2 separate regions of the Mus musculus genome follow, and region 1 is linked to region 2. Evidence: chromatin contacts called from public Hi-C data. All regions are on one chromosome and are shown on one strand. Each heading gives the region's core, a stretch centred on a gene start, on an enhancer-like site or on the middle of the called end of the contact. The rest is flanking DNA. Distances are from core to core; before and after follow the strand shown.

The links. Hi-C and Micro-C count contacts between places; a contact is called where the count stands out from the background.
Region 1: a contact with region 2 is called in a Hi-C map of cortical neurons, with 4 times the contacts expected there. The contact joins two enhancer-like sites. A contact is called at or near these places in 2 of 484 Hi-C or Micro-C datasets (cortical neurons and liver).

What each region holds. Positions count from the first base shown.
Region 1 is chr14:18,757,203-18,761,350 of GRCm38.p6, forward strand. All of the region lies in intron 3 of Ube2e2 (ubiquitin-conjugating enzyme E2E 2), which reads right to left. Among named protein-coding and RNA genes, the nearest start is that of Gm22499, 55 kb to the right of the region's middle. Within about 2 kb of position 1,984, at least 25 of the 459 cell types and tissues checked have an H3K27ac peak or open chromatin away from gene starts, as enhancers often do. A contact at or near this core is called in cortical neurons, where this site is marked.
Region 2 is chr14:18,300,994-18,305,479 of GRCm38.p6, forward strand. All of the region lies in intron 3 of Ube2e1 (ubiquitin-conjugating enzyme E2E 1), which reads right to left. It overlaps Gm41098 (a long non-coding RNA gene), which reads right to left. Exons shown (of 2, transcript XR_874229.3): 1 at 2,998-4,486; 2 at 1-2,959. Among named protein-coding and RNA genes, the nearest start is that of Gm41098, 6.0 kb to the right of the region's middle. Within about 2 kb of position 2,473, at least 60 of the 459 cell types and tissues checked have an H3K27ac peak or open chromatin away from gene starts, as enhancers often do. A contact at or near this core is called in cortical neurons, where this site is marked.

The sequences.
Region 1 (4,148 bases), core at 734-3,233, 460 kb after region 2:
GGTTTTAGGTGACCCTTATGACAGTTTATTCTCCAAAAGGGGTCTCAATGCACAAGTTAAGAACCACTAACTTAAACATATAGCCCAACAGAACTTACGGAAAGGCTGCTATCTTTTGTAGTCCACACTAAAGAAACTAAACACCACACTGAAGCTTCAGCAATTGCTGTCCTTTCTGAGACTTATCTAGGTAGCACAGAGGCCAGGGAGGCTGCAGGATCTCAGCTCCATCTTAGCACTCTAGGCTTCTTACAGAGCCTAGCCCATTCTTCCTATATAGTTCAGCCTACCTAGATGTTAGAAGGGCAAAGACTTTTTCATGGTATCTAAAACTGTGCTTCTCCTTATAATTATGACACACTTATTTCTCCAAAGATGTTCTCTGTTAGGTAAAAACTCCGTTCTGGGAACTGGAGGGATGGCTCAGAGATTAAGAGCGCTTGCTGATTTTGAAAGCCTGGTTCAGATCCAAAACTAACATGGCAGTACACAATTGCCTGTTAATTGTTGTTCTACAGTTCCCATGCCTTCTTTTGTCCCTATGGGCGCCATGATGCTCATGGTGTACATATATGCATGCAGGCAAATATTTAACCACATAAAATACAAACAAATACATTTGTAAAAATCTCACTTAGCTTTGGAAAAATCTCAAAATCCTTTCTAGTACCAAGAAGCCTGGCCTATTGTGAAACTTCCAACCTATGGTTAAGCGTCCTCTTTGTAGGGAGCATCAGTAGTAATAAACCTTTGTCTTATGGGCTTTTATTCTATTCTGTTCCAGAGAGGGTTTTACTATGTAGCCCTGGCTAGCTTTGAATATAGGATCCTCCTGCTCCAGCCTTCTGAGTGCTGGGATCACAGGCTAGTGCCAGCATGCCTCACTTATCGGCTCTTCTTAATGGTAGCTGAAGTTCCTGTTTCTTCTCTTATAGAAAGCAGGTCAAACAGTAAGGTATTAACCAAGTAGGGAGGAGAAGCTGGCTCAGCAATTAAGAACAAATTGTCCTTGCAGAGGAGCAGGGTTCAGTTTCCAGCATCTATGTTGGGTAATTCAACTGCTTGTAACTCCTGTTCCAGAGGATCCAGCACTCTTGCCTGGATCCTCGACTAGCCATCCATACACATATGTTCACATTGACACTCACACACAAACACACACACACACACACACACACACACACATACACACACTTGTAATTTTTAAAATAAATAATGAATAAAGTATTTTTTCCAATGGTTGTTCATGACAACTTTAAAAATTCTGAAAATATAGAGAAGTCCCATATGCTTGTAGTGTTATCAGTGCATTTTTAAAGTTTAATAATGTTAGAGGAAAAACTATCTAGCTTGGAGCACTTAAACGAGAACATATTATTATATGCTCTGCATGGCACAATCTTCAGTGAAACACAGAATGTCTTAATAAACAGGAACTTGGCAGCTAAGACATCAAGACTCTTGATCACAGAGGTGCTTTACACTCATGGACTGCCCACTGTCCTACACAGGAAGCCATGTCTCAATGTGGAGGAGAGTGCCACTGTGCAGGCTGCAGATGCTGGGGTGACAGTAGTGCCTGATAGCAAGCTCTGGACCCAAAGGAGCAATGACAGGTGCTGCATCACATGTGTGTAACTGGGATGCAGTGACGCAATACACACATTCAAGAAACACAGGCTATGTGTCCACATTGTTGAAGGTTTTATTTTAATCAAACAAAGAGAACTATATGTCCATGTCTCATATAGATTAGTCATTGTTGAAACTAAACACCATGGCAGCTTTTCTTTCACTATTTATTACTAGCTTTAAAAGAAACACATCTAGAAAATGCCTTTTAGGGAGAGGGAAACCCAGCATTAGTGGCATCTAAACATAACCTTAGAACAGATTGTATTCCAGAGAGACAAGGCCTCCAGGGCAGCTGTTGGGAGCTCCTCCCCTTTTCAAGTCTTTGTCAATCTGCCCTAAGTATCTGAGGCTCTGCCAGCTTTAAGGTACAGAACTGAAAAGAATCCAATACAGCACAGCAGCTGCTCCGAAAGGACTGTGAAGGATATTCTCAAAGGCAATTTAAATGTTTAATGTAATTCAACATTTGGTGTTTCTCATTTTTGATGTGTGTAATCTTAAGCTTCAGCAACAGTCTTCCTACACCCACTTTCTTCCATGACTATTAAATCTGTAATTATGCATGGCATTCACATTCATTTTTGGGTACATGATATCTAAAACATGATTTTGTGGTAATTACTGCAATTGAAACTGAAAAATGTTTTGTGATGTTATTTTTAATCCACATATAGTAAAATGTAGGTAACAAAATGATACATTAAAAAAATGTACTGTTAGCAGCTGAATTCGGTAAAACACTGTCATTAATCTGCTCTAAGTGTCAGTGTTTCCTAGATTTTAATGTCAGTTCTAAAGAACGAACAACTAACTCAGCTTCAGGACTCGAGTGTGCTCCCATCTCCCTCTCTGTTTGCTACAATCCACCAGTTAAACTCATTATAAAGTCAGGGGCAATTCTCAGTGAACTTCAGATTCAGAGACAGAACTGCACCTGTGTGGTGAGAACAGCTGGGAGGATAATCAGCTGGGGCAAATGTCTTCTCTCCTCTGCTAGTGCTGCATGAAGACATGATTTCCATCACGTAATTTACCAGCTGGGAGTGTGCACAAGTAAATTCTCAGCAATAGTGCCTTACAGTTTCTTCTCCAACAAATTTTCTTTAAAAACAACAATAAAACAGACAGACAAACAACCCACCCACTTTTTCTAGGTGAGAGAGAGAGAGAGAGAGAGAGAGAGAGAGAGAGAGAGAGAGAGAGAGAGAGAGAGAGAGAGAGAGAGAGAGAGAGAGCGCTCAGAGGACAAAGGCAGTTATTGCCAAGCTTGCTGAGCTGAGTTCTATCTCCAGAACCACACGGCTGAAGGAGAGAACAGATTCCTGTAAGTTGTCCTCTGACAGGCAGATGGGCAGGCAGACTGATATGAGACGTACATACATACACAGTGGCTCATGTGCATGCATACACATACATATACACAAGACAATCATTTAATTACAAAACTTGAAAACTTTTTCCAAGTTCATTCTCATTCAACAAATATTTGCTGATATGGCAAACCCACCTACCTGGAAGGGGCCAAGATACTAATCCCCACCCCACCCCGTGTGTGGTGTGGTGTGGTGTGTGTGTGTATGTGTGTGTGTGTGTGTGTGTGTGTGTGTTTGTCAAATTCACCGAACAGTCCCACAGCCCCCAGAGGAAGTACCACTCCAAGGTGTTCTAGCATGCTCAGTAACTTAGTATCCCAGGAGCTTGGTCACACCAGGATCTCAGGGTCTCAGAGGCAACTTGACTCCCAGGAACTCTGACATACCCAGAATCTCAGGATCACAGAGAAAGCAGAACTCTGAGGAGTTCTGACTCAACTGGGATTATTGGAAGGAGAGACTACCCTTGAAATCAAACTTCTGATACTTGCCCCCAACTTCTACATGCTAGGATGTTGGATGGAGCCAAACACCTCACAGTTCAAGGGATCTAACTGAAGGCTCTGTACAAGGAAGGCAAGTACTCTACCAACTGAGCTAGATCCCAGCTTACACCCCAGTCCCTGAATCCCATATGGGTCATACTTGAATGTGGTAGGGGGGGGGCAGGGGGGGAGGCGGTGCAAAGAATGTGGCAACAGCAAAGGTTTTGGAGATGCCATGGCCAAGAATAAACCCAAAGTCAAAAGTGTAAGAATTCCAACAGTCCTGCCCATGTGGTGTTACCTGGCTTCCACACAGGCTCTGAACACATAACATGCCCCGTGTCTGTGTACATGCTCCTACAAACCAACACCAACTAATGCTGCCTAAAACATCCTGAGTCACGAGCAAAAAAGTTTTCTGTTTTTATAGAAACATAATGATAACTATGGACAACAAAGACTTCTAATGTTCACCTACCATTATTCCTTAGTAAAAATTAGTATATCTTTCCATTGGATTACATTAGAATATAAATTTGACTTTAAGGATTACTGTTTGAGTTTCTGACTTGATTTTCACTAAGGGGGGAAAAAGAAGGCTCAAGAATTAAAAGTGTTAAAACTGCCTGGGGTTAGATAGAATGCCATTGGGATT
Region 2 (4,486 bases), core at 1,223-3,722:
CAAAGCAAGATCCTGACTAATAAAAATGTCTTATTCTATGACTTTCCCATTTTATTTTGAGATAAGGTCTTACTATGTATACATGGCTGGCCTAGAACTTGCTACTTATATTTAGACTAGGTGGAACTTGAATTAGAGATCCACTGGTCTGCCTCCTGAGTGCTAAGAGCAAAGGCATATGTCACCAAGCTTAACTCTGAATGTTCAATTTTACATGAAGCATATTTTCAGAGAACTAATGGCTTAGGTAGCTAAGTATTCCATCTAAGTTCATATAAAAGGCCTAAAAGCAAAGAAAAATAATAATAAAGGTTTGATAGAAAGAAGACAGTTACTCACAGCTCAAGGTGAAAAGTAGCCTTTAAGATACATAGTAGGGTTAAGGAACCCAAATGCATGCCTGAACAAACCAAAATTAAAGAGCAAAGGGATATAAAAATGAAGCATGTGAGGAATTTTTTTCTTCCTTAAAGGGAACAGATAAAATAAAAGATGGTATAGTGAATATTCCTCTGATCTCCACCAGCATTGCAGTAAGGGCTTTTAAAAAGACACATGTGCTGGGCAGGAAAAGAAGAGCTAGGAAGGCTAGGAAGTTAGAAAGCAGATAATGGCAAAGGGTTGACAAGAAACAAGTTAGGCTCAAGTGCATCAGTCAACACAGTCTCCTGAGGAAGTGTGGTGCCTCTGGAGGCTGCAGTGCTACAAGAGAATGTTTGGTTCAAGGGAGAACTGGCTCCAAGTGCCAAGGGGAAGTCACGAGAACCTCTGTGACAGGTAGAGTTCTAAGAAGGGCTGTTTCAACTTCCTTATAGCCGAAACCACACCACAGACCAGGTTGTGCTTAACTTACACAAGGCTCTGTCTTTACAGTCAGACAGCAGAGTCACCTGCTAACCTTGCTGTGATACAAACTCCCCACAGAGGCCAGAGAATTACAAGTGGCTACTATAAGCACGGAGCCTCAGTCTTAGAGTTGCAAGGAACCAGATTGGGCCAGAGACTGTTTAAGCCTGGAAGGGATTTTAAAGAGGACACATGACAGCCAGTTTTGGACTGCAGGCTTAAGAGACCCTGAGCAGGAGACTGAGCCAAACCGGCCCAAGTTACTAAATGTGCACATTGTTGTGAATTGCTACATTTGCAGTAAGCTGTTAAGTAGCAACAGAAATTTCACTTAACTGGTTGTATCTTCTAGAGATGGGGGAAAAAACAATAGGAAAGACTCAATACCAAGGTCATTAATATGGATGAGGAGAGAGGTGCTGTGGACAATAAGACCCTCAGTTTTCTTCCTCTACTCAGCTCCCAGATGGACGCCCAGCTCTCAATACAGGTATTACATCTGCATTAGACAACCAAGGAGTACAGTGCCTCTATAAAATATAATTCAATGACCAAAACTAGAGGGCAGCCAGCAACAGGAAACCAAAATTGTAGAGAAAAGGAAATTTCAAGACAAAAATATTTTTTTCCTTCTGGAAATTAAAAGTAAAAGCACAGATTTCAAAACCTCCAGGGAAAGTCAGCTGAGATCTAAAACATTAAAATGCAAAAAGAAGGTTCAAGAAACAAACAAACAACAGGAAAAATGTTCCATAAAGGATAAACAGAGGGAGGTGTGGATATCAGAAACTGATAAGAAAATCCTTTAAACTGGATGTGGTGCTGCATTCCTGCAATAGCAGGCAAAGTTCTGCAAGTTGAAAGACAGCCTGAGTTATAAACTGAGAGACAGAGAAGCCGTTCTCAAACAAAACAAAACAAAACACTTCTCACAGGTAACAAACAACATGCCAGGAAGACAGCTCAGAAAATGAAGTGCTTCCCGTGTGCAGCCTGGGATTCAGATGGCCAGCATTCATGAAGCCAGACTGACAGTGTACACAAGTAGTCCCAGCATGGTGGGCTGAGACAGGCGACTTTCCAGGGCATGTTGGCCTATTAACCAACATCACACGATTTGGGCTCAGCCCATCTCAGTCAGTAAGGGTGGAGAGTGACTGCAGGAGCCACCTGACATGGACACCATGCCCTTACACACACCCTACAGATTCATGCAGATTAGCTTGTGGCTTATAAAGAGAAAATTAATTTTAAGGAACAGAATTACTTCAAAAGAGTTTATTTGGCCCCTTGGTTGGGCTGTTCTTTAAAGAGCCAGGGCTCACAAGTCTAAGACATGAGCAGGAGACTGAGGTAAGACATACTTGTTGGATGGCCACTAAACTGCAGTTTCTCTCCTACATACCTCTCCTAGTACAGTTAACTAAATGCACCATCCACAGTTGCCACTTTGAAATTCTGTTAGTGGGTGTTCATGCTGACAATGACCACTCGAGTGAGGACTACCAGGCAAGACACTGCTAAAGTGATAAAATTAGAGCACTCAGACTCTCTTGGCAAGACATCTGTCAGGAGGGGTGGCTGCCAGTCCTGGAGCAGCAGCAGCTGCAGCACTAGTCCCCAGTCCCCAGAAACCTGAACAGGGGACAGAATGTTCATCTCCAGCCAGCCAGATCTGCCGCTCTGAGCACAAGCTGCTTCTGTCTCTGGGCTCCATCACAATGACACCAGCTAAAACCAGCCTTCACTCTAAGGCAAAACGGCATCCACAGACATGGTTCTGCAGGCGAGTTCAGTGGCCTTTCCACACAAGACTGCAAGGCCCGGAGTAGCAAGTATAAAGTACATTCTCATGTGTTTACTGTAGTACAACAAGCTTGCGGTTTACAAATTACCCACTTAGACTTTAGGATCTGGTGAGTTCTGTGCTAGACAAAATAGAAGTTTGACTGCTGGGTAGACAAATTAGGCCAAATCATGCAAGGCCTTTAAAGAGCCAGGAAGATTTTTAGATAAAGCAAAGTCACAGCAGGTTCTTTAAAATACCACTCTGGAAAGAATTTTACCCCCTTTTGCATCCAAGAATCAGAGGGAGCCTTAAGGTAACCTTAACCTACCCACAGCCACTTAGCTAAGGTAAGTAACCTTAACCTACCCACAGCCACTTAGCTAAGGTAAGTAACCTTAACCTACCCACAGCCACTTAGCTACTATTAACTGGTAAAGGCCAAACCCAGCTCTCTCTATCCCAAACCTTCTCTATAAACGACCTCCTATTGCTATAGGTAAAAGCTTCAACTAGGCTAGTGTTTGGAGTGAGGAGCCTGGTAATCATTTAACACCTATGGTATGATTCAAACACTCAAAAAAGTGGTGAGACACTGGAGCCTGCTCATGGAGAAACAGTAAGAGGCTCTAGTAACCAGAAATGCAAATGCAAGGTTATGCTTCACGATGCGTAACTGAACGTGAGGTTATAGTAAACACACAATGACTGGGACCTAACTCAAATCCAAACATATAATGTATCCAAGGTAATTTCACTGAAGCCTTGCCTGGAGCAGAGCACATGATGTGTGCGCTTTGCACTGTGCATGCAGACAGGCACACATGCCAAGTAAAACTGTCTCACACACCTTAGCTGGAACTGAGACGACTGCATGGTATGAGCTAGTTTCTTTTCTTTTCTTTTTTTGATTGATTGATTGATTTTATGTAAGTACACTGATTGATTGATTGATTGATTGATTGATGTTATGTAAGTACACTGTAGCTGCCTTCAGACACTCCAGAAGAGGGCGCCAGATCTCGTTACAGATGGTTGTGAGCCACCATGTGGTTGCTGGGAATTGAACTCAGGACCTTCGGAAGAGCCGTCAGTGCTCTTAACCGCTGAGCCATCTCTCCAGCCATGAGCTAGTTTCTTATACACAAAAAGTTCTGTGCTGTAAGAGAAACAATACTTTTTTGTTTTTGTTTTTCGAGACAGGGTTTCTCTGTATAGCCCTGGCTATCCTGGAACCCAGAAATCCGCCTGCCTCTTCCTCCCTAGTGCTGGGATTAAAGGCGTGTGCCACTACACCCAGCTTGAAACAATCCTTTTTTTTTTAATTAATTTATTTATTGTATACAGTGTTGCTGTCTTCAGACACACCAGAAGAGGGCGTCAGATCCCATTACAGATGGTTGTGAGCCACCATATGGTTGCTGGGATTTGAACTCAGGACCTTCAGAAGAGCAGTTGGCGCTCTTAACCACTGAGCCATCTCGACAGCCCCGAAACAATACTTTTAATTAGGAAAAAAAGCTTTCAGTATTTTCCCACCATTCCTTGGCATATTATCAAATTAGTACATCTCTGAATTATACTGTGGTATCTATAATTTTTGAGTTTTAATATTTATTAATTCTCCAAGAATTTCATAGTGTATCTTCACCCCATTCCAAGATTCACTCAAGATCTTCCCTATGCCAACTTTCTGTGTTGTCTTTTTTGCAATGTTTGATTTTAAAAGCTGTTGAGTTGCTAACCTGAGTTTCATAAAAAAATAAATAAAATTAATAAAATAAGATAAAATGTCAGAAAACGCTTTAAATTTACCATTTATTCTCAATCCACATTTAATTTTATACCTATTTG